4 separate regions of the Mus musculus genome follow, and regions 1, 2 and 4 are each linked to region 3. The links are chromatin contacts, called in public promoter capture Hi-C maps. All regions are on one chromosome and are shown on one strand. The core of a region is the stretch at or near the end of the contact, and the rest is flanking DNA. Distances in the headings are between cores, read along the strand shown.

Region 1 (4,142 bases), core at 378-2,877, 400 kb before region 3:
TAATAAAACTAGAGAAAAAGAGAGCCATTATGATAGATACAAATGAAATTCAAAAGAATTACTAGGAGTGATCTTAAAAATATATTCTGTTAAATTGGAAAGATCTAAAATAAATGGATGAATGTTTAGATGTATATGACCTACAAAAATTAATCCAAATGAGATAAACAGATAAGAATTAATAGAGCTGATGCAGTAATAAAAACATCTGGATTAAAAAAAAAGCAGGCAAATTCAGCTTTGTCTTGTACAAATACACTACAAAGACATCAGAACTTAGAAAATACTTAATGACATTAGTTAGTTGTCTTTTGTGAAACTTTAAGCACTGAATAACGCAGTGAAAGAAAACACTAGGCCTAAGACTCAGGAATAAAATCTGGACCCTGTCTCTGGACACCAAGATGCAGAACACCTATAAAAAGCAAGTTGAGCCAGTCAGGTACCATGCTACCCAGTCAGACAGACCACACCAGAGAAGACCCCCCAGCCAGTGTCATGCAGGCCTGGCTGGGTAGTCCATGCCTTAGGCAATCCATGTCCAGTGAATGGGTGGGACATAACACTCCTGAGATGACACCAGAAACACAGAGGCCCCAGGCATCATTATGATGATGAGCAAGTAGTGGTGGAGAGACAGAGAGGGAGAGGGATGTTTGTACAGTGAAGGGAGGTAGAACTGCTGAGAGTGTGAAGAACAGCCTGATGAGGGTGGCTGGTGATGCCACCTGGGGTTATGGTGGGGTCCTGGCCCATGCTGCCAGCCAGGGCCATGTCTAAGTTCATGGACCTGCAACAGCAGGGGTCTATTCCCACCAAAGGCCAGGCGGATGTCCATAGTCTCCAACTGCAGTACTCAGGAGAAGGGGCCCCACATCTCACCCAGGGAGCAGAGCAAAGCTGGCCCTGGTTGCTGGGGGGTTGTGAGTGAGCTGGTCCTGGGGTGTAAGTGTGGGAGAGCTGGCCTGGCCACTTGTCTAATGTGTGGTGCTGTGGCAAGGGAGAGATGCCCTCCCCCACCTCACCACCTATGGAAGATGGGAGAGCTGGCCCCCAAGGTCATGAGAGCAGGAGAGCTGTCTCCGAGCAGTACTCAGCAGGCCCTCCTGGTCAGCACAGTAGAGCTGTCCTTGGTTGCAAGGGGTCACATGTAAGCCAGTCCCAAAGCATGAGAACAAGAGAGTTGGCACAGCCCCTTGCTGGGTGTAGTACTTGGGAGAGCAGCCCACACCTCAACTGGACAGCAGAGCTGGCCCTGCTGGGTTGGGATGAATCGGCACGAGGGCATGAGAGTAGAAGAGCTGGCTCTGCCTCTTGCTGGCTGCAGCATTGGGTGGGCTAGTCAGTGTTCTGCCAGAGAGCTCTCCCATGGTGGTTTCAGTATGGGGGAGCTGGTGTACTGACCAGCTCAGCTACAAGCCAGGCCCAAATCCAGGACTTTAACATTGACCCTCCCCAACATCTACCCCATCTATGAACTGTCGAAGAGTGCGAAAGGGCCAGTCCTGCAATCCAAAACTACAGGATCTCCATGACACAGGGCAGTGACAGGATATCCCAGAGGAGTCCCAGGGAGGCTCCAGTATTGATAGTATAACAGAAGCCAGAGTTCTGGAACCAGACCAATAGATGCACTGCAGAAAGCATTTGCAAGTAAAGCTGCTGAGACAAAAGGGTGTACTGTGGGATACACAGCTGCACAATACAGCTTCCACAATAAGAACAAAAGGGTGTACTGTGGGATACACAGCTACACAATACAGCTTCCACAATAAGAACAAAAGGGTGTACTGTGGGGTATACAGCTACACAATACAGCTTCCACAATAAGAACAAAAGGGTGTACTGTGGGGTACACAGCTACACAATACAGCTTCCACAATAAGAACAAAAGGGTGTACTGTGGGATACTCAGCTACACAATATAGCTTCCACAATAAGAACAAAAGGGTGTACTGTGGGGTTCATGGCTACAGAATACAGCTTCCACAATAAGAATTTTTTCATTTGGGGTAGATCTAATATATTTAAATGTTTTATTGTCTCTGGTTGCCTTTATCTTGTCAGAAAGAACAAAGAGCACTACTAAACTCATTTTATGAAACCATAATCAACCTGATACCAAAACTGCATGAAGACATAATAAAAAAGGAAACTATAGTCCAGTCTCCTTAATGAACATAAATCAAAAAAATCTGCAGAAAACACTTGCAAATTGAATGTGAAAACATAATTTGATTTGCAATTCTTACTGCAGATAGAACACTTTGCCAGATTGCTGAAACATGTCACCAGACTCTGAGGGCCACTGCCTTGTTAACAGGAAAAGGGCTTATACACAGTTTAGGCTGAGTTTAATAAAAAAAAAAAAAATCAGCTACTCTCTGCCGTGCCTGTATCTATGTTACAACACACAGTGGGGGAAGCCAGGAAATACACTGTTCGCTACATATCATGTATATAGATATGTAGACTGATACATACTGTGATGAGAAGGACTCTTTGGAAAGAATCCCCAAGTCCGTTATACATCAGTCCTGGTGCTCCTGGAGAGGTTCAAAAAAATGAATAAAGGAATATAGGAGACATCTGTTTTATACTCAGTGCCTTATATTCTTTACTACAAATTTTAATTACATCATATGGCCACATGATGGCAACATGTTAACATATTTCCAGGCCATGACTATAACCGTGTCCGGGTTTTGCCTGTAAACTACGAGTTGACTGGACTTTATCTTTCCCTCTACTCTTTGGTTCTTGAATTATAAGAAATTCAGAATATATCAGAATTTCTGTCAGTTTTATATTAGAGAGTTGTGATGTCACTAAGGGATAGGAATTTTTCAACTTCTCTCAGTTACTTGGGACCATTGTCCTATATGTAGTCAGTAACTCTCAAAATGTCATGTGCTATATAAGGAATATTTTAAAAGTATGTATAATATTCAATCTCAACAGAAGGGTTTTCTCCAATCATATCCATTAGTGTGTTGGATTTAATTAGTCCTCAATATTTATTCTATGTGCTGAAATGGAAGTTCAGTAAACACTTGAACCAGGTAACTATATTTGTCAAGGAAAAAGACCAGTACTGTATGGTTAAAAAAATCTTTAATATACATGCAACAAATATAGTACATCGAGGCAACAAAATACAGATGGAAAGATAGACATAGCCAGCATTCTTTGTGGAGTTCTGAAAAATAAACAGTACCACTGAAAATTAAAGACTGAGACACTGTTCACTCATGCAAGCGTTACAAACTGCCTGTAGCTCGAAACCAACTGCAGAAACTTGGGTTCCACAGTAGCAGATGAACTTTATATCAAGAGCTCCAATAATGGAGGGAAAGCCATGATCCTCAGGTGTCATGTCTCAGTCCGCAGTTCGCAGCAGGGATATGTCACAAACTAGTGCTTCTATCGGACAGATCTGAAAAAGTGTACCAACTGGGGAATCTTGTATTCCCTTCTACTTTATAAAAATGTATGAAAAGATCTTACCAAGGTTTTATATCTGAAAAATCATAAATGACAGGTGAGAGCAGGCCGTGGTGATAAAGCAGTAAACACTTTGACTTTCTTAGGAAAGTAGAGGTGCGCCCACGGCCAGCCTAAATTCCCAATGTTCTCATGACCATCTAAGTCCTCATGCAGCCTGCTGCAGGCCTGCTGTCTTTATTTGCTATTCCTGACACTACTTAAACGTGGCTTTGGCCACTGTACACTTAATATGGTGCACACAGATCAGAGAAGATGGAGGTGCTCTGTTTTAATGCATCAGCCTCAGGAAGAAATTGCTCAGTTTGTTCTGAGTCACCCGATGCAATGTCTGTCATGAGCTTGCAGGCCTCCTTTGCCCCAGAGATTAGTGTCTGCACTGCCTCACATGTGACACTGGTCATGTTACTATTGATTGATTCCACACCATGAGACTGCGCTCCAAGCACTTCCCAGAACCTCCCACCCCTACACTTTGGATAGAAGGAGTGAACCTGTGAGTTCAGCACTCCCCAGGAAGCTTTAGGAGGGATGCACTTCCTACTTGTCACAGCTGCTAAGTTTAAATATAAAAATCAACAGACAAGAGTGAGCACTGTGGCCCCTTCATGAAACAGTATAGGAAATGTCTTTGGCAC
Region 2 (4,186 bases), core at 477-2,976, 380 kb before region 3:
GCTGGGATTCAACACTTTAATGACTGAGATCAGCCCACTGCTCTTGTCACAACAGTGAGCATGTGTACATGATACATATGTGTGCGTGCGTGCGTGTGTGTGTGTGTATTTTTTTTTCATGTATGCACCTCTAGGTTCACATGCGATGTTTGAGACAGGAGCTCTTGGATTGGACAACACTAGCTGGTTAGTGGGTTCCAAGATCTTCCTGTCTTTGCCTCCACAGGGTTAGGATTACAAGTATGTTCCCCTACTGATTGTGTGTAAAGAGGATCTAATCTCAGGTCCTCACATTTGAACATAAAGTAATCTATCAACCAACCCATATCCCCAGCTCATCACTGTAAATTTAAGAGCTTCTCATGTGTCAAATGTAATGTATATAATAAATATATTTCTATAAATTATGTTTTAAATTATAAATTTGAAATACAAATATTGTTCTATCAATTAAGTGTGACACAGAAAGGTAAACTTATACTCCACATAGGATATAGCTACTGTAACACATTTATTCATGTGTAAACACATACAGGAACTCTATGCTAATTTATGGAATGGTCAAAGCCACACCTCGAGTCATACTAAGAAATGATTTAATAGATGAAAAAAATTTTCTGATTTATACCACAAGAAGCCTTCTCACCTCTACTTATCTTTAACAATCAATAAGACAAGCAAAGCTTGTCTCTAGTACTACTTTTAATAACGCAAGGTCAAATTTAATTTGCATCCTATCACTGATAAACAACAACTCCCAAAATCATAAGCATAAAGAAGGTGGAAGTAGTGCTTCTGGTAAGACATGTCTATGTCTGTTTGAGTAACAAGTCAAGAAGCAGAAAATCTAGATGAATGCCGGATGGACAGAAACACAAGGTGATGTAATAGGGTGCCCTAAGAAGCACAGGCAAGAATGTGTGACTTTGCCAGTGACAATAAAGAAGAACAGATAAAGGAAGAGGGGAAAGATGAAGGGTCAGAGGGAGGGAGAAAGAAAATAGAAAATGGAGAAATAGGTGGAAAGGAGATAAAAAAGAAAAGGGGCTGGGAGAGAAGAATAATGGGGAGAAAAGTTAGAAGTTAAACTAAAAAAAAAAAAATACAGTGGAAACAAATGATTAAGATGAAAAAGTGTTAAAACCCCAAAGATGCTAATATAACCTGATTTTCAAATGAAAGTCTGAACACTAGGAATAAGAAATTATGGCTCAGAGATAGAGTGACTGTATTATTGCTCCTAAAAATTAGAATGATTAAAATGATCAAAAGTCAAATCCACTGAGAATTTCAAACTTTTATATACTTTTAAAAGATTGAATACGGCATTTTTTTAAATAAAAAAATCTAGAAAAATAATTCTAGGCTAGTATATCCTAAAGCTAAAACTTCAAAATAGATGCCTCATGAAAACAAGTTCATAGATACACTTAAGGGATGACTGGAAATTTTGGTCTGACACTACCACCTAGAAATTCTTCCCGTATTTTGCTTCCCCAGAGTGCCTTGGCTTCAAATGTTCAGACACCTGCTTCTTAAGGGAACCTCATCAAAGCAGCCCTAAGGACGATCAGAAAAATAACTGAGATACCAGAGTGGATAGCCACATGTTTTGGTACAACTAAATGTGTAATTAGTTGGAAAAAAGACATTACACTTACTCATACCACTGTTTATTGTGTTTTCGGTAAAGCAAGGTATCCAAGGCAACAGCATTGACATCCAGAGCTCCTGGGGAGGGCCACTGCTTGGTGAGGTGGGCAGTTAACTCTTGTCTTGATCTTAAATCATTATTCTTTAGTACAGTCCTGTGAATATTAAGATGGTGAGTGCTTTTGTTTTTACTCTTTTTTTTTTCTCAATGGCAGAGGAACCTAACTGGTATGTAGGCCCCAAAGTAATTGCTTACAAAGGGTATGTCACTAGGCTGAGTGGAACCACTGGAGCCACCACAGGCCAGAGCTGGCTGGGACTCTGCTGCTTCATCTTCTGCAGCACATGCTCTTTAGACTTTCTCTGCTGGCTAGGAACAATTACTACTACTGTAAATTAGACTTCCTGTCTTCTCCAATGAGGTGTTAACTCTTTAGTAGAAGAACTAAAGGGTCCAACATCACTGTAAACCTCAACCAAAAGCAATGGCATCCTAGCTAAAACATAGATTCCATGTCTATGATCTCCTGGTTTGAAAACAAAGAATTATTGAAAATAATTTAACTCAAGTAAAAAGATCAGTTAAAAAGCAATTTAAATACTATAAATATATGAAATTTTAAAATTCATGCAATACATTTTTATTTATTTATTTTTTTTAGGTTTTTCGAGACAGGGTTTCTCTGTGTAGCCCTGGCTGTCCTGGAACTCACTCTATAAACCAGGCTGGCCTTGAACTTAGAAATCCGCCTGCCTCTGCCTCCCGAGTGCTGGGATCAAAGGTGTGCGCCACCAGGCCCAGCTAAATAATATTTTTATTTTAAAAAATTTCCTCTATTTATTTTCCCTTTTAATTGTAAACATTTTAACTATGTCTGTGAGTGTGTCTGTGTATGGTATGTATGTGTGTGGTGTGTATACATATATACTTTGGAGGCCAGAGGAGGGTGCCAGGTCCCCTGGAGGACCTTAGATGGCGGGAACTAGAGTCAGGTCCTCTACCAAAGCACTCCATGCTGCCTTCACCTGCCAAGTCATCTTTCCAGACCTACTAAACTGCTTTTGTCAGAAATGACTATTAATAAAGTTTCATAAAAATCATTAAATCAAGTATCAACTGTACTAGATGCTATAATCAACTGGCAATCTTTCGCCAAGTTCTTCTTATAAGAATGTTAGTTGATAAGAACAACTGGCAACAGAATTAAAATTTTGCCAAAATTTTAATTTACATGAAGCAACTGATTTTTGTCACAAGACTAATTCAACATCTGAACTGATTAAAGAAAATTTAAAAGCAAAGGGACTATATCTCTCAAAGCCTTATAAGCCATCTGTTCAACATGCATTCTCAAACAGAAGCCTATGAGCTTACTGTGCACTAAGACTGTGGGTCGTCATGTCAGGAGTCCCTGCTCTTGTGATGGATACCTATTGCTAACCTCCTCAGCCCACAGCCCTGTTCTGGGTGCAGGAGAAGGGAGTGGGTGGGTCAGTAGTTGGCAGCACAATCCTACTCTACAGACAATCGCTAGCATAAGCCTCTGACTATTAACAGTGGGTCTACAGAGTAACTGTGTTTACATGTCTTAGTGGGCTATGGAGTAGTTCTGATTTTACATTGTATTTTATAACTGTCTGCTAAATTATGTGTTTTACTATATACACAGAGAAATATCATCTAATATACATACTAGATTTTGTCTCATAATGTTATACTAAGAAGTCAGGGAGAATGACTCTTACTAAGATACTTTTTTTTTTTCTGGACAGTTGACACAATTCCTTTCACTGGAAAAAGACATAAAACTCATTTAAAAGACTTTCAAGGTGTCTTAACATTGTTTACTTATTGAAAACAAAACTTTACAGAAAATCTAAGATTGTTAGAAAAAGAAGAAATAAGGATTATCAGCATGATAATCTACCACAATACAATACACTGCCATTATTTTGGGTTTTCATAGTAAATTTTTCTATATTACATATTCCCTCCCTAGGAGGTTTATAATGTATATCAATGGAAAACTCAGCTTCAAAGCTATGAGGAGATGTCAGGCAACATTCCCATCAGGGTTTGAGAACTACAACTGTGCATCTGTGAATAACTTGCACTAGCAGACTCTGCTAAGAATGGGTACCAGCACACCTACCTTTCTTTCTTCTTTCTTTCTTTCTTTCTTTCTTTCTTTCTTTCTTTCTTTCTTTCTTTCTTCTTTCTTTCTATCTATCTATCTATCTATCTATCTATCTATCTATCTATCTATCTATCTATCTATCTATAAACAGGGTTTTTCTTTGTACTATCCAAACCTTTTTTCTTTACTGTCCTATAACTCAGTCTGTAGACTAGGCTGGCTTTGAACTCACATAGATGTGCCCGTCTCTGGCTCCCAAGTGAGGGATTAAAGGCACACACTACCACTGCCTGCTACAATTTCTAATTTAAAAGAACTGTTTCACAAAGGTTACATCATAACAGTTGTCCACAGAAAACTTTTGCCTAAAACTAAGTTATGGTATTATCTTAAAT
Region 3 (4,192 bases), core at 1,497-3,996:
CTCAACCCACCCACTCCTGCTTCCTGGCCCTGGAATTCCCCTGTACTGGGGCATATGATCTTCATAAGACCAAGGCTTTTCCTCCTATTGATGGCCAACTATGCCATTCTCTCCTACATATGCAACTAGAGACACAAGCTTGGGGGTGGGGGGTACTGGTTAGTTCATATTGTTCCTCCTCCTATAGGGTTGCAGATCCCTTTAGCTCCTTGGGTACTTTCTCTAGCTCCTTCATTGGGGGCCCTGTGGTGAATACAATCTCTTAAGTTGTTGTACAGTGCTGAGAGCAGAGACAGGTCTCCCTCCAGTTTTCTTCCCTAGACTTTAACTCAAAGCTGAGAGTCTCTTGCAGAGATAGAACAAAAGGCTTCTTTACCTAGCCTCCCACAGTTTTTACTATGAGGTACTAAACTGCAGCTTCTAGCCTCAGAGAAACTCAGACAGGCAGATCAGCTGCAGGATTGATAGCAAATTGTTTATGGCCTAGTTTCTGAGTGGAGACAAAATGGAATAAAAAGGACTCTTCAAGGTATATTTTAAATAGTTTTAATTTTTTTCTATAATAGTGCTACTGGGATTTTAGATGGTACAGCTTTTCATCTTGGGCAAATATATAAGTGTAGCTATGGAGATGTGACCTCTCCTTCCCTGTAGACACTGTGGGCCTACCTCTAACTTTTGTGCTCATGCAGAGAACCTCTTGCAAGGACAACCTTGTGGGTTGGATCAGACAGTCAGAAAAAGTAACCCACTTCACTCCTTCCAGGTTTTTGTTCATTTATGTTTAATTCAGACTCTTCTCATTCCTTCATGAGTCTTGATTCCACTCCCTCAGGCTGTCTTATATTAGAGATTGGCAGGCATATGTCATCCCTTAGACACTACTGAATTCTGTAATGTCCCCCAGTTACCTAAAACTCCCCTCTTGAACTTAGCAATTCTAACTGCTTTCACCTCCGTAGTTGCTTTAGCCTCGGGATACCATACAATAATAATCTGAACACCTGGTAAACTGGTGAAGGAAAGGCCTTCTGTTCCATCAAGACAACTTCTTGTGGTTGGGGTAGACTGGAAATTGAGCCCAAATATGTAACTACATTCATGTCTATCTCATAGTTGCAATCAGCTCCCCCTATGTGAAGAGCCAGATGGAGATGCCCAGGACACTCAGCTGGATGTATCTGCACGCTCTTCCCTACTCTCCCGCCCATCTCTTCTAAGCTTTTAACCATGACAGTAGTTGTCATTTAGTAAGTGTGGAGGACACTTTATACTCATTGTTTCCAACCTTACTAGATCCCCTATTTTAATGGATGTTGAGACTGAATTGAGATTTAAATAACCCATCCAAAGCCAGAGCACCGGTAAACGGCAGAGCAGAGCTGCCTTCAGGGTCTGTGTGACAACTCTTCTACTCTTCATACTTTAAGGTTGTCTGGAAAGCAGTTAGACAGCTATTGTGCAAATGCCACACAGAACAAGGCTCAGCCGCAAATTCAGCCACTGGACTAGGAGAAAAGCAAGCCACATATTATACAGGTGCTATGTTTTAAAAGCAACACTAAGTACTTTCACAGTAACCTAATAAGGAAGACAGACTCTTAAGAAACTGAAGCCCAGAGAAATAAGCAGTGCCCACAGCCACACACTGACCTGTGAAGCTCTTAAGTATGAAACTTGCTTGCTTGAAGCTCAGAAGGTGTCGCTTTATTATCTGATTTAGCGCCTTCGTTTTGGGAAGAGTGGAGAAATCGATGAGAACTCACAAGGAAGCCATATTCACATAGGCCCTAAGAGTAAGACGATTTGGCATGGAGGGATTAGAGTAGGAAATCAGAACAGCCACAGTCAATAGGCTTTGCATCGGTGCCAGTCTGAAAGATGCAGCGTTGGGAATGGAGATGTTACTTAGCTTCTCTGAACACCGATGTCTTCACTTTTGTGAAAACCAAACCAAAAGTACGTGCTTTTTTCTCTCATTTTATTTATTTTCTGCACGTGGTTTGATGTATAGGAGTGCACATGTTCCATGATGCATGTATGAAAATCAGAGAACAATTTGAGAGACCATTGTCTCCTTCCACTATGTCTGTAGCAGAGATCAAATTCAAATTGTGAAGCTTGGAAGCTAGCTGCCTTGTCTGGTCTCAGTGGGAGAGGATTCACCTATTCCTGCAGAGACTTGACAAGACAGGGTAAGGGGGATTGGGGAAGAGACTGTGTGAGGCGGGTACCGAGAGAGGGGGCAGAGATCAGGATGTAAAATGAATAATATTTTTTAAGTGTGTGCTTTTAATAGGGGAATCCTTTTCAGCCCCCAAGTTCTGTGTCTCTATGTGCCCTCCCCCGTGTGGGACACCAGCGATATTCCTCATCTCCAAGGAGTTTAAGCTGACGATTCTGGGCTGGACCTGCTTAATCTTCAGCATCTGGGGTGTTAGTTGCAATTTGGTGCCATATAGACTCGAGCCGAGGATGCATAAGTGGCGACCTCGCTACTTAACTTCCTATTGGGATCTCAGAGCGCCTGGTTGTTGAACTGGTGGAAATTACTTCCCCAGTGTGTTCTAAAAGAAAACTCAGCATGGGGGAGGTGTGGCAGTCACTTTTAGGGGCCCGTAGCCTGCCAGAGGAGGCATCGAGCAGGCTTATCGGCTGCAGCTGGTGCTGCGTTGCGGGCTGCTGGCAGCTCGCCCGGGTGGGCGGCCGCGGAGACGCGCGCCCCTGGCGGCGAGGGCGACACGCTGGTGGCGCTGGGGCCTGCAGAGCCTGCGGGGCTTGCGGGAGCTCTCCTGCGGGCCCGGGCCCTCGCCCCCGCCGCAGCGGGAGGCGTCGCCGGCGCCGGGTGCGTGTGGGAGGCGGGGACGAGCCGCGGCGAGCAAAGTCCAGGTCTGCGCGCCACCCGCTGCGGCCAACACGCGCGTGAAGTTCAGGTGAGGGAGGACGCGGCGGGAGAAAGGGACCGAGGGAAGGCAGTTGCGGTGGGACCTGCCGGGGAGCGGCTGCCACCAGTGCCCCCGGCTCTGCGCCGGCTCTGCGCGGAGCCTGGAGGTCCCCCTCTCCAGGCAGCTGAGCCGGGTGCACTTGGACCTGAGGCTGTGGTTTCTCCCCAGGCTGAGATGGATCTTGAGGCAGCGAGAAACGGAACAGCACGGCGCCTGGACGGCGACTTTGAACTAGGCAGCATCAGGTATACAGGACCGCAGAGTCACTGGCTTTTCCGTTATAGCGGAGTCCTGAAAAGAAGTTGTGAGAACCGGTTGATGCCTCCGGCCTTTGGGATGAAGTCTTTAAGTGTTCTTGAGGACTGTCTCCCAGGCTCCTTTTGGAACAGGTTCAGAGAGAAGAGGCTGTCTTCAAAAGCGCCCCCCTCCCCTGGACACGGGTGATTTGATGAATATTGGCGTTGTGTAACATTCACTGTATTTTTATAAAGTAAACGTTTCACTCTTTTTAGCCATCATCTGGCTACTCGAGTTGGTAGAACTTCAGACACCTGCTATTGATGGCTGTACTTCTGAACAAGGGTAGCGAAGCAAGGCCCCCCTCTTCCTGTGTTTCTCTTCTTTGCCTCGTCTTCCCCTTCTCCCATCTGTAGACTGTTTGCCCTATTTCTCCTCTCTAGGGGGTGACATGGAGAACAACCTCATTCTTCACTAACTTCTGCTTCGAAATCAGTTTTTTTCCCCCAGTTGCAAGAGGGTGAACCTCGACGCTTCCCCTGCCAGTGGGTCTGTCTTTCTCCCTGACTCTCGTTCTCCCCCAGCCACAGTGAAGCACACATACGGCTTTCTGTCAGGCAGAAGGGCCTAGGCAAGTGTGTGCGTGTTTCCTCTTTCGCTGTGGGGACAGTGAATCATTTTTACCCTCAGCTTCAAATAGTTTATGAGGCTATTACAGTCTCTGAGTTCATGCTAGGCCACCCGGAACAAACTGACATGTGTCATGAAGTTGTCTTCTAGAGGGAGAAAATTTATCAGCTTCTGTAGTTGGTTCTCAAGCTGCAAGGGGCCTGATTAGCCAACTGACAAATATGCCTATCTGAATCTTAAACTGAAGCATTGCTTCTGTTAATTGCTTTGGACCGTGGCATCGCCCTACTCATTCTTAGAATCGTGACATTTATTCACAGAAAATTTAGGTTTGTCCATATCGAGTCATAAAAAAGCAAAAACAAAAACAAACAAACAAA
Region 4 (4,065 bases), core at 1,048-3,547, 440 kb before region 3:
AATAAAGATTTCAAGGGGCCAATCACTGGGTGAGGAGTAGGTGGAACTTCCCAGTTGGGGAGAGGAAGAAAGAAGACTTCCTTTTAGACCAGAGAGAGCTTGGAGGCACAATGTAGGTACCCAGAACACACAAACACACACATCAGGTTAGAATATATATAACTTAATTTATATAACTTAAAGTAGCTTACAAAATTATGAAGATAGTTTCTGTGCCCAGCATTGTGTTACCCGTTGATCCTAAGCTAAGATTGTGTGGTTTTTCTTCAAGTGGAGTCTCAACTGGGATCCAGAGAAAAGTACGACGACAGGGCACCCCAGCCAGCAACGGGAATTGGGAAGTGTGGGCCATGGGTGGCAACATCCCACCATGGGAACTTAGCATCCTAGTGGGAGAACTCTGGCTGGCCTGGCCTGGCCTCCTGTGCCTTGCCAGTGATAGTGTGGATTACCATTTAACATTTCACACAATACTTCTTCCTGTATTCCTGGTGCCTTCTTCCTGCTCTCTCCTTGTGGTCTCTCTAAGCCCACCTGTGTCTCTTCTGCCCAGCTATTGGCTGTTGGCATCTTTATTCTCCAATCAGAATTACTTTGGGGCCTTCACTTAGCATTACAGTTGACAGGAAGAGAGAAACCACAAAAGTGATTTCCTTTCCTTTTTTTTTTTTTAATTAAAATATGTTGTGCTTGCTTAGAAGTACCACTGGCTTTCATATACAATCACTATAAAATGCTATGAAATACATACATGAAAGTTCATTATTAAACTTAACCTTTCCCTTAAGTTGTTATATTTCTTTTTTATTGTTAGAAAAGAGCAGGGAACAGAGCATAGAAACATATTTGAAATAGTATTATTGTTAATATGGGAAAAGGTCCCCTATTCTTGCCAAAAAAAAGTGATTAGGACAAAAATAAGTTAACTACATTTTTGTTAGTGACACATTGCAAGCCATGCAGCTGGATAAGAAGTGTAAATTGGGACTGGAAATCTGGCTCAGCTTACAAGCATTGACTGCTCTTCCAGAGAACCTGAGTTCCTTTCCCAGCAACCACATGGTACTTCACAACTATCTGTAGCTTCAGTTCCAGTGGGCTTCCACAGGCACTACATACACGTAGTATATATACATACGTGTCTATATACATAAGAGTGTAGGCAAAACACCCATACACAAGAAATTGTTTTAAAAAATGACATTTTCCCTACTTTTAACTCATTAGCATTAATATTTGGAAAATAACTTTGTTTTATAGTAGTATTTGAATACATTTAGTTTCTGAAATAAATATTACTCTTTAAATTTTCTCCAAAACTTTTCTCTTCTAAATTAATGTAACCATTGTTGGCTTGAATGGCTATCCTCAGATATCACATTATAGTAACAAACTAAGCTTTTGACCCTGTATGCTTGTTAGGTTTTTGGTGCATTCACGTGGGATTTGCAGAGTGTATATGCACGTTCTTTGTCATGTGGTTGGTTGTTGCCTGAATGTGAGACGTTCCTCATACGTGCCTATGTTTAAACACTCAGTCCACAGTTGGTAGCCTTGTTTTAGAAGTTGTGGGTTCTTTAGTAGCTAGAGCCTTGATGGAGACAGTGAGTCACTGTGGGTGGGGCTTCAGGTTGGCACTCTTTCTCTAGGTTGGCAGTGCAGTGTAACCAGCCTGCTTCACACTCTTGCTGCCACCACGATAAGCTACATTCCTGGGGATAAGCCACAATGGACACTTCTCTCAAGTTGCTTCTTTCTAGGGATTTGGGCAAAATGACAATCCTAGTGATGATTATTATAAAGGATACAAACTTAAGGTTTAATGTTAAAGAAAAGTTAAGTTCTCATAATTTATTACTGAAATACTGTTTTTAAAGAAATGTATTAAAACCTTTAACCACATACACATTAACCTAATACATATCTGGCTTTTTACAAAATGGAGTAAAATTCAATTTTCCCCAAAAATGTTCTTGCATATGACACATGATTTTTTTTTCTCTACTTTTCTTGGGCATAAATTTAGGGACACATGAAAATTTTATTCACTGTATTACTTTTACATTTTTCCAAAATTAGAATTAGAATTCTAAAATTCCCATTTTAGAATTAGAGACTGTTGCTTTTATTTGTTAATCTGTCAACATTTATTAAGACATTTTAAATCTGGAAAGATAGCTCAATAGGTAAAGATGTTTGCCACCAAGCATAACAACCTGTGTTCAAGCCCCAGGTTCCACACAGGATAGAATCAGTTCTGACAACTGGGGCAAGTAACCCAACAGTCTGAAAGCCTCCCTGGAGTTCTGTACACAGGGGAACAGAAACCACAGTCCATAGGCCTCCCTGGAGAACATCTGCACACAGGGCAACAAGTTGACTGCTCCTCTGAAAACCAAAGAGTCTAAAGGCCTCACAGGAGATCTACTGCAGCCAGGGCAACGGATACTTAGCTCCTCTACCCCTCTTAAGACCCCACAGTTGGAAGGCCCCACGGAAGGAAGAAATACAGGAAAACACAATCAAACAGATGAAGGAATTGAATAAAGCAGTCAAAACCTAAAAGTGGAAGTGGAAACAATAAAGAAAACACAAATGGAGACAACCCTGGAAATGGGAAACCTAGGAAAGAGGTCAGGAATTACAGAGGTAAGCATCACCAACTTGAGTTGTTCAGTTTCCATGGGTATGTGGGCTTACTGTAGTTTTGGTTCTTACTGAAGACCAGCTTTAATTCGTAATCGTCTGATAGGATGCATGGGATTATTTCAGTCTTCTTGTATTGGTTGAGGCCTGTTTTGTGCCCAATCATATGGTCAGTTTTGGAGAAGGTACCATGAGGTGCTGAGAAGAGGTATATTGTTTTGTTTTAGGGTGAAATGTTCTGTAAATGTCTGTTAAATCCATTTGGTTCATAACCTCTATTAGTTTCACTGTGCCTCTGTTTAGTTTCTGTTTCCATGATCTGTCCATTGATGAGGTTGGGGTGTTGAAGTCTCCCACTATTATTGTGTGGGGTGCAACATGTGCTTTGAGCTGTACTAAAGTTTCTTTTATGAATGTGGATGCCCTTGCATTTGTGGCATAGATGTTCAGAATTGAGACTTTCTCTTGGTGGATTTTTTACTTTGATGAATATGAAATGTCCTTCCTCATCTCACTGATAACTTTTAGTTGAAAGTCTATTTTATTGGATATTAGGATGGCAACTCTAGCTTGTTTCTTGGAACCGTTTGCTTGGAAGACCTTTTCCCAGCCTTTTACTCTGAGCATAGTGTTGCTTATGGTCTTGTATTTGCCTCTCACCATCTGGTTATCTCTGGTATTAGCTGGACTGGGTGTCTCTGTTTGGTGCCTGCCTCTTGTGTCCCTGGATTGCTGCCAGTCTCCTGGTAGGCCTGTGGCCCTGGCTCCAGCAGATCTCCTGTGAGGCCTTCAGTCTGTTTTGTCTTCACAGGAGCAGTCAAGCTCTTGATCTGCTTATCACTGTTCTCCTCGGAGGCCTTCAGACTGTGGGGTCTATTGCCCAGTTGCCTTGCCTGCAGAGGACCTCCTGTAAGCCTTGAGACTTTGATATTATTTGCCCTGTATGCAGTGGATCATCTGGAGGCCTTGAGACTGTGGTATCTTCAGAGGAGCACAATGGTTTGTATTTTAAAATAAAAGTTAAATTTCGTTGTTTTTTGTTTGAGAATTTCATAGCTGCGTATGATGTGTTATTATTAGTTTTCCCCCATTTCCTTCTTTATACACCCACTATTTTTTCCCCTCTTAACCTTATGTGTTCTTTGATTTAAACTCCCATTTTACTTTAGGAAAGGGTTTATTTCATCTTACACTTCCAAGTAATAATCCAGTAGAAGAAGGTCAGGGCAGGAACTCAAATCAAGCAAGAACCTGGAGACAGGAGCTAATGTAGGGGCCATGGAGGAATGCTGCTTTCTGGCTTGGTCTGCACTGGCATCCTCAGACTACTTTCTCATGTGTACACCCAGGACCACCTGTTGAGGATTTACATTACCCACAATGGGCTGGGTACTTTCCTACAGGCAAATTTACTAGTTT

The links. Promoter capture Hi-C pulls out the DNA fragments that hold promoters and counts their contacts.
Region 1: a promoter capture Hi-C map of embryonic stem cells shows a contact between it and region 3, with 6 times the contacts expected there. The contact joins the enhancer-like site here to the promoter of Abcb4 in region 3. A contact is called at or near these places in 17 of 39 promoter capture datasets (the 3T3-L1 cell line, the C10 cell line, the HPC-7 cell line and 10 more), 3 of 15 datasets of contacts at CTCF or cohesin (the NIH/3T3 cell line, large pre-B cells and pro-B cells), 5 of 484 Hi-C or Micro-C datasets (the C2C12 cell line, CD4 T cells, cerebral cortex and 1 more), 4 of 115 datasets of contacts at active chromatin or transcription factors (bone marrow-derived macrophages, embryonic forebrain, embryonic stem cells and 1 more) and 3 of 9 other capture datasets (adipose tissue, embryonic stem cells and liver).
Region 2: a promoter capture Hi-C map of neural stem cells shows a contact between it and region 3. The contact joins the enhancer-like site here to the promoter of Abcb4 in region 3. A contact is called at or near these places in 10 of 39 promoter capture datasets (the 3T3-L1 cell line, 3T3-L1-derived adipocytes, the C10 cell line and 5 more), 2 of 115 datasets of contacts at active chromatin or transcription factors (large pre-B cells and stem cell-derived neural progenitor cells) and 1 of 9 other capture datasets (adipose tissue).
Region 4: a promoter capture Hi-C map of the C10 cell line shows a contact between it and region 3. The contact joins the enhancer-like site here to the promoter of Abcb4 in region 3. A contact is called at or near these places in 10 of 39 promoter capture datasets (the C10 cell line, the HPC-7 cell line, cranial neural crest and 4 more), 1 of 15 datasets of contacts at CTCF or cohesin (the NIH/3T3 cell line), 1 of 115 datasets of contacts at active chromatin or transcription factors (large pre-B cells) and 1 of 9 other capture datasets (adipose tissue).

What each region holds. Positions count from the first base shown.
Region 1 is chr5:8,487,239-8,491,380 of GRCm38.p6, forward strand. It overlaps Rundc3b (RUN domain containing 3B), which reads right to left. Exons shown (of 11, transcript NM_001347311.1): 11 at 3,098-4,142. Among named protein-coding and RNA genes, the nearest start is that of Slc25a40, 66 kb to the left of the region's middle. Within about 2 kb of position 1,628, at least 35 of the 459 cell types and tissues checked have an H3K27ac peak or open chromatin away from gene starts, as enhancers often do. A contact at or near this core is called in embryonic forebrain, embryonic stem cells and neural stem cells, where this site is marked.
Region 2 is chr5:8,510,600-8,514,785 of GRCm38.p6, forward strand. It overlaps Rundc3b (RUN domain containing 3B), which reads right to left. Exons shown (of 11, transcript NM_001347311.1): 9 at 1,662-1,808. Among named protein-coding and RNA genes, the nearest start is that of Abcb1a, 54 kb to the right of the region's middle. Within about 2 kb of position 1,727, at least 2 of the 459 cell types and tissues checked have an H3K27ac peak or open chromatin away from gene starts, as enhancers often do. A contact at or near this core is called in neural stem cells, where this site is marked.
Region 3 is chr5:8,890,975-8,895,166 of GRCm38.p6, forward strand. Abcb4 (ATP-binding cassette, sub-family B (MDR/TAP), member 4) reads left to right here and starts at 2,747. Exons shown (of 28, transcript NM_008830.2): 1 at 2,747-2,933; 2 at 3,114-3,190. The coding sequence starts at 3,120.
Region 4 is chr5:8,455,159-8,459,223 of GRCm38.p6, forward strand. No RefSeq gene overlaps it. Among named protein-coding and RNA genes, the nearest start is that of Slc25a40, 34 kb to the left of the region's middle. Within about 2 kb of position 2,298, at least 42 of the 459 cell types and tissues checked have an H3K27ac peak or open chromatin away from gene starts, as enhancers often do.